Regions from separate parts of the Anas platyrhynchos genome. Here region 2 is linked to region 1. The links are chromatin contacts, called in public Hi-C maps. All regions are on one chromosome and are shown on one strand. The core of a region is the stretch at or near the end of the contact, and the rest is flanking DNA. Distances in the headings are between cores, read along the strand shown. Region 1 overlaps PAPPA (pappalysin 1). Region 2 holds the start of TRIM32 (tripartite motif containing 32).

What was found. A called contact is a pair of places that touch in the nucleus more often than the background predicts.
Region 2: a contact with region 1 is called in a Hi-C map of skeletal muscle, with 2.6 times the contacts expected there. The contact joins the promoter of TRIM32 here to the enhancer-like site in region 1. A contact is called at or near these places in 2 of 8 Hi-C or Micro-C datasets (skeletal muscle and subcutaneous adipose tissue).

The regions. Positions count from the first base shown.
Region 1 is chr18:6,055,142-6,058,480 of IASCAAS_PekinDuck_T2T, forward strand. The region is part of intron 4 of PAPPA (pappalysin 1); the gene reads left to right. Among named protein-coding and RNA genes, the nearest start is that of PAPPA, 200 kb to the left of the region's middle. Within about 2 kb of position 1,305, at least 3 of the 8 cell types and tissues checked have an H3K27ac peak or open chromatin away from gene starts, as enhancers often do. A contact at or near this core is called in subcutaneous adipose tissue, where this site is marked.
Region 2 is chr18:6,347,377-6,351,099 of IASCAAS_PekinDuck_T2T, forward strand. It overlaps TRIM32 (tripartite motif containing 32), which reads left to right and starts at 1,996. Exons shown (of 2, transcript XM_027471012.3): 1 at 1,996-2,111. All of the region lies in intron 16 of ASTN2 (astrotactin 2), which reads right to left.

The DNA of each region.
Region 1 (3,339 bases), core at 55-2,554:
CAGCACCTGGGACCCCGTGTCCGTCTTAGGTGCAAGTATCTGTAATTCATACAATAGGGGACCTGGACAAACACACACAAAGATCATTTGTAGTAAAATACTTTAATTGGATGGGGGAGGTTGGTTTGTTGCCTGTGTAAAACACTTGACCCATTTTATGCATGGAAATAACATTCCACTGTGAAAAATGAAAATAAATGCCCCAGTTTAGCACTGTTGAGCTTGCAGCTCAGCTCGGGAGGACTTTGTGATTTTTATTTTATTTTTAAACTCCCCCTTCCCCCCTCGCACACACTCTTGAAGAGGAGCCAGGTTTGGCTCTGTGTGTAAACACCTGGAAGAGGTCCAAGAGGAACTCACTCGGAGTATCCTCCGCACACCACAGCCTCCCAGACCTGCAGCAAGCTTAGGGAGAGATTACGCTTCCCTCAATGAGGAAATCAAGGGTTCTGGCTGCCAAAACGCTTGGCTTTCTCATTTTCACTGTTTTGGGATGTGACAGACGCAGGAGCCCTGTTCTGCTGTTGACGCCGCATCTGTAGGACCCCGCCGACACCCAGAGCCCTTCTGGGTGCTGGGGGCGGGCAGGGAGCAGGTCAGTCTGCAGACGCTGCCAGGAGCGAGTTTCACCCCAACTTCTGCAAAGTGGGAAGTGGTGGGACTGCAGATCTGGCGGGGAGGGCAGGACTGACTGGAGGACACCTTATTGCCAGAGCCCTTCTTGTACTCTCATCTGCCTTCTGCCCCCCACCCTCTGCCCCTGCTGCTCTTCGTTCCTGCCTGGCGTGCAAGTAGTCACTGCGAGTTGTGTAGGAGCTCCACGCGTGCCTGTGGGGGAAGCCTGCCCGTCTGTTAAAAATCTCATGTAGGACCCGAGTTGTTATCAGCTCCTGCGCCTGAGCCCTGATAGAAAGGAGCTCTTCTGCTAATCCAGGCTACAGGAGTTTCTGTTTCTGTCTGGAGCCAACTCTCCTTACGTCACCCTCTGCTGCAGTATTCAATTTGTTTTCATAAATGGCTAATTTTACAGTGCTGTTAAGTGGGTTCGTCATTGCGCCGGGCCATGCCCTGTCTCTGATGATAGGCAGTCCTTGGTGCCAGGCTCTGCCAATTTTCACGCTGGTTGGCAGTGATGTTATTGCTGCCCTGTTTGACTTCACTGATATCTGTTCTGGCATTTGTCAGGGAAAGCTGTTGGGAAACTAGAAGTCTGACCCATTGATCTGTGTTACGCAAAAGCTCAGCAGCATTTTCGGAGCTGGGCTGGGCTTCGTTTGTGCGGCTCCTGCGGTGCGGCTCCAGCGGCGGCAGCTCTCAGCTCGTGCGTACTTGGGTCCCTCCCTGGGCCACATAGTTCTTGGACAAACACTCCTTGGATGTGCGTACCTACCACACAGCACAGTACATCCCTCTTATAAATACACGCGTGTGCACATGGTATTAATCATGCGAGGTTGCGCGCTTTCCCCCAACGAGCCTTTGCATGCATCCCTAGTTGTGAACGAAGGAGTTAAGGTCCGGACTGTAATCAAGTTAGATAATACACGTGCCATGCAAAAATAAGACGCTTCAAAGCACCGTTGACCTTGCTTCTGTTGTAATCAAAGATATTTCAGTTCTACCGTGGAAATGCGACCCCATCCTGAGAAACAGGATCCTCCAGAGTCCCTGTCAGTGTGTTTTCTGGTGTATGGCTCAGGAGCAGGAGAGCTCATGTTTTCATAGGAAGGAGATGTTGACTCTTTACTGGCTGGGAGCTGAGAGGAGCGGGATGAATGATCGGCAGCGGGAGCTGGAGTAAGAAGGCGTGCCTGCTCTGAAGAGTGAAAGTTATTTGTGTTTTGTTTTGTTTTTTTTCCCTTCCCAGTTTCATTCTCCTCTGTCTCTCTATTCCTCTGCCTGCCAACAGAGAGCATGATCCCAACTTAATAAAGCTTCGTATGTAAGGGAGTGCCTATGTTTTCCCAACTTCAGTCCTTGGTGAACATAAAACTGCAGCAGAATCCAAAGGGAAAGAAACGCCAAAATCAGCACAGTGGAGCTCACTTAAAGCCGCAGCTCTTGCGTGTGAGAGACTGAGAAACATCTGTGTCGGGGGCCAATAATTGGGCAATTATACAGATATGTAATTGACACTGCATAAGTCCGTTCCCTCTGCAGGGTTTAGGAATATACGTTTGGGTTTTGGTTTCATTTGGTTCAATTCTGGAGTTTTGGAGTCTGGTGCTGCATTAATACAGCTCAGGTGGAAGCAGGGAGCCGGGGCCTGTCCCCAGGGCCGATGCCCGTAGCAGGTGCGCTGGGAGCTTGAGGGGCTCTTCACACAGAGTTTACACACGGTTTCACTGGCATCAAAATAATAGGTAGGCAGAAAATGCAGCACGTTCACATCTATAACAGCCTGTTGCCTCCTTATGTGGATTCGCTTGTTTTGATCTGTTACGAAGTACTGAGATGAAGGACTACGGAATGAGCCAAATGCAAGGCCTGTGATTTAATTAGCATGGGCCAGGGGCAGGAGCACAACTCCGGCTGGGCCTCAGGGCTGGGTCTCACACATCTGCACGGCCGCTGCGATGGGTGACAAGCCCCCAGTCCCCAGCCCCCAGGGATAGAGGTAGCCCCGTGCCTCCAGCTTCCCGGCAGCCGGGTTCAGACGATCAGCCACTTCGTGCCTACGGATCCGGGTAAGCTGTGACTAATAGGCCACTGAAAAAATACGGCGTAGCTTGTCATTTGCTAAATATTTGCGTTTGAGCAGCTCATTTCCTCCAGCCTGCAGAAGCTGGGACAAGAGTCAGAAACGGGAACTGGAAAAAGGATTTTTCTTTCCGTAAGACTTCCAATTTCAACTGGTCGCATTCAACCGGCTGCACACCAGATTCAGAACAGTCTGACGAACGTGTTTTATTTTCTTAAAGCACTTACTCGTGGGCTGCTCTATTCAATTAAATGGTAATTAAAGGAAAGAAAAAAAAAAAAGAGGGAAGTTTGCCTCTTTATGTGTGAAGGATGGTAAATTTAGATTCCTAAATGATGTATGGCTGCCTCCTGTAGGCACGGAGCTGTGTCCCAGGCTGAGCTCGACTCCCCAAACTTCATTTTGTCCTGATTTATTTCAAGCCAGCCTATTCCAGTTAGAAGAGCTTGCAAGAGGCAGAAAGCCGGCTGAGGGGCCGGTGTTCGGAGGGACTGCGGGAGCGGGGCTCCCCGCAGGGATTTGGGGAAGACGCCTGGAGAAGCACAGAGCAGTGGGAGGGCCTCAGCGGCAAGAGTGAGAGGAAGCCCTCAGAGAGCCTTTGAACACTGAAGAATCGCAGAAAGATGGACCCAGATGCC
Region 2 (3,723 bases), core at 746-3,245, 290 kb after region 1:
ACAAGGAGGAGGGAAGAGGCAGGAGGGAAATGACTGATTACATGATTAATGACACTACTCATTAGCCCGTGATGTGCGGCAGAGCTGCCATCCTTTGCTACCTCCCATGTGTGAGAGGCGGAGAGGGATGAGTCTGGGTGAGTGCACATGCTGTGAGCACGTTAAAATCTGCACAGCAAGAAGGTGGTGACAGAAGCAACCTCCTAGGTGGCTCTTTGTGTTTTGGGAAGGGTTGCAGAGCCAACCCCAGCGCGGTCACAGCCTGCGCTTCCACTGCAGCACCCTGGGGCTGCTGAAGAAAATGGCAGGAAAAGGTGCAGAGGCTGGGCACAGATGTGACAGCTTTTACAGGAGGCCTCACAGAAAGTTATGACATCTTCTAGAATTTTTCAATGCTTATGAAGAGCTTCATAAATGGCAGCCTCCACCCTCACACGTTAGCCCTGCGGGAAGCAGAAAGCTGAACATGAAGCTCTTGAATAAAGCTCCTAGGGGCACCCTGTGCCTGGTTTTGCTGAGGGCACAGTCCCACTGACCACCCTGCAGTGACAGCTCTCAGCGTGCCCTGGAGGCTGCTGGTGCTGGCTTGAGCCCTGCCAGAGGAAGCACCAATGGTCAGGAGCCTCACTGACAGGCTGCAGGAAAGGCGCTGCAAATGGATTTTGTTTTCCTCTGAGGTGTTAGGACATGTAAAAAGGAGCATGGTGGCCACAGGGTTTGCTTCCGAGCCCTGGCTGTTGTCCCCTGCATGGTGTGGCTGGGAATTACGGAGGTCTCCCCGCAGCACGTCTCCGTTCAGACACCCTCACACAGCGCCCCGTGGTCCAGCTCGTGTTTGGTAGCCACCTCCTGCACCTCGTCCATCTCAGCTCTTCTGATCCTGAATCCCCAAACCCCAGCAGCGCCGCCTCTTTCAACACCAGGCAAAGCTCTCCCCTGACTGAGGAGCCATCCCCAAAGTGCACAATTCCCCCCAAACCTTTGATTTCCCACTACTGCAGCTGCACCGCTCGCTGGCCACCACTGCCAGCATCTGGGCTACTGTGAGGGAGGGATTAGTGCCAGGAGGAGCCCCATGCAAGTGCTCCAGTAAGCAGCTGCAGCTGCGGATCTACTCATTGGCAATATTTTTGTGTGCCACCCAATCAACTGATTACATCTGCATCTAAAAATAGGCATTTTTGTGCTGCTTCAGAGTGGTTTCTGAGAGGGGCTGATAACGCAGGGCTGTGGTGTGAGACCCGAAACCCGGCCGAGGCGCTGGCCCCACAGGCAAAGGCAGCCTGAAGGCAAAGGGGCTGCGGCCCCGCAGGGGTGGAGAAGGATGGAGAAAACCATCGGAATACAGGGACACGGGTGGGAGCCTCAGCACAGAAGGGTGTGTAAGGAAATAGGGGAAAAAATTGAAAAAAAAATCATAATTAAAAAAAAAAAGATTTTTAGTTTTAATTGACAGGAGTCTCAATGCAGAATAGCGTGTAAGAAAACGGGGAAAAATGGTAATAAAAAAAAAAAAAAGATGATTATGTTTTATTGACAGGAATCTCAATACAAAATGTTGTGTAATAAAACAGGAAAAAATGAAAAGAAAAAAAAAGACTATTAAGTTTCTACAAAAACTTCCCATTCTGTTTCTATTCGAAGTTTTACTGACAGGAATCTCAACGCAGAGTGGCGTGGAACAAAACGGGGGGAAAATGAAAAAAAAAAAGATTTTTAACGTTTATTGACAGGCAGGGGTCTCAGCACAGAATGGCGTGTAATAAAATGGGGAAAAACTGAAAAAAAAATCTAAATATTTATTGACAGGAATCTCAGTGCAGAGTGGTGTGTGAGAAAACTGTGGAAAAATGGGGGGAAAAAAAAGGATTTTTAATTTTATTGATAGGCAGGAACCTCAATGCAGAATATAGTGTAATAAAACCGTGGAAAAATGAAAAAATATATATATATATATATGTTTTTAACTATTCTTGACAGAAGCAGGCAGGGGCAGGCCGCGGACTCCAACTCCCAGCACGCCCCGCGGCTCGGCGCCCTGACGTCACGGCGGCGCGGCGGCGCGGGGCATGGCGGGGGAGCGGCGCGCACGGCCCGGCAGCGGCGGGCAGGTAGGCGCGGGGGGGGCGGGGCCGGCGGGAACGGGCCGGGAGGGGGGGGGGGGGCGGCCCTGAGGGGAGGCCGCGCTGCGAGGCGGCTGCGGTGAGACGGGGCCGGGAGGGGGCGGTGGGGACAAAATGGGGGGCTGGGGATAAAGGGGAGGGCTGGGGGTAAAGGGGGGGGCTGATGGGAGCGGGTAGAGGCAGAACCGGGGGGAAAACCGGGAGCTGGGGGTGGAAATGGAGCCTGGTGGTGGGGCGGGGAGCGGGTAACGGGGTCCTGAGGGAGCTGGGGCCGGGGTAAAGCTGGAATGTGGGGATAAAGCTGGAGCTGGGAACAGCCAGAGCCTGAGGGCTGTGGGGCTGGGTGAGCAGGGCAGGGGGAGCCCGCTGTGCCCACGGCCTGTGCTGCATAAAGGCAAGAGGCCGCGAGAAGCTGTGGCAGGGCAGCACGGAGACACCGAGACGGGGAAGGACCCCCAAGGAAATCGGCTGAATACGAGGAATGCGAATGTGAAGGCCGGCCCGATGCTCAGGCTGCCCCCAGCGCCCTGCCCTGCAGCACAGGAGCTGCCCCAGGACCACAGGCTGCCCCAGGAGCTGCTCCAGGACCAGGAACGTGCCCAGGGTACAGCTGGCTGTGGGGTAACGCTGCAGCCAGAGGGTGATATCACAGCACTGAGATGTGTACCGGCATCCTGACACAAGGGGTTTACGTGTTAAAAGCACATCGTGCACGTCATCGTTCAAAAAACTGGACGGGAGGTAAACCTAAACAAACTCCCCTTGCCATCTCATGCTGATGCCAGCACCTGTTCGGGAGGCAGCTTCTTACATAACTCGCGTTTTCAGATGTCAGCACTTGTGCCTCATCCTTCCCTATGCAAGTTTTCTGGCATATTTTCAGGGAAAATAATAACGAACCTTGGATCTTGTATTCCGTTATTTAAAAAATCACTTTAAAATACAGCTCTTCATCCCCCAGAGGAATGTTCCTGATCTACATGGCAGTGCCCAAGTTTCTCCTTCCACAATGGCTACAAATACAAGAGAAGCCTCTTTGGTGCCAGCACCCCGACTGCTGCAGCCCCCCAGGTGCCACCTGTGTGACATTCACCGTGCCACCAGCCCGGGCAGCCGGGCATCAGATCCCAGCCTGGGACTTGCCGGGGATTCTGCCCCACCACTGAGTCAGTCCCTGAAATCTGGGCCTTAAACAACCGCGGACCCAATAAATTAAAATGATTTTTTTTTTCCTCTGTACGAACATAAAGAACTTTTCCTCACTGCAGTTGTCTCTTTCCACTTGAGCAAACGCTGAGCTGAAACACACTGAACCTTTCTGTCTGAAATGCTCCCGAGGATGAAGCAGGCAAACGCAGCAGGGAAGCGAGAGTGCTGCGTGCGTGCAGCCATTATTCAGAAAAAGCTGTCTGTTCACATCCCTCTGCGACCAGCTCTTCATTTTAAAGACTAACTACTTCCTTCTCCTTCTCTCCCTCTAAAGGAAATGTTTTCTCCCCGTTTCTTTTAAAGGCTAAGCAAGGCAATAGCCAAGGTATTGAAACCCAGTCTGCTGAATAATAACTTAATGATGCGAGCCCTGCTCTGTTCCCTCTGAATG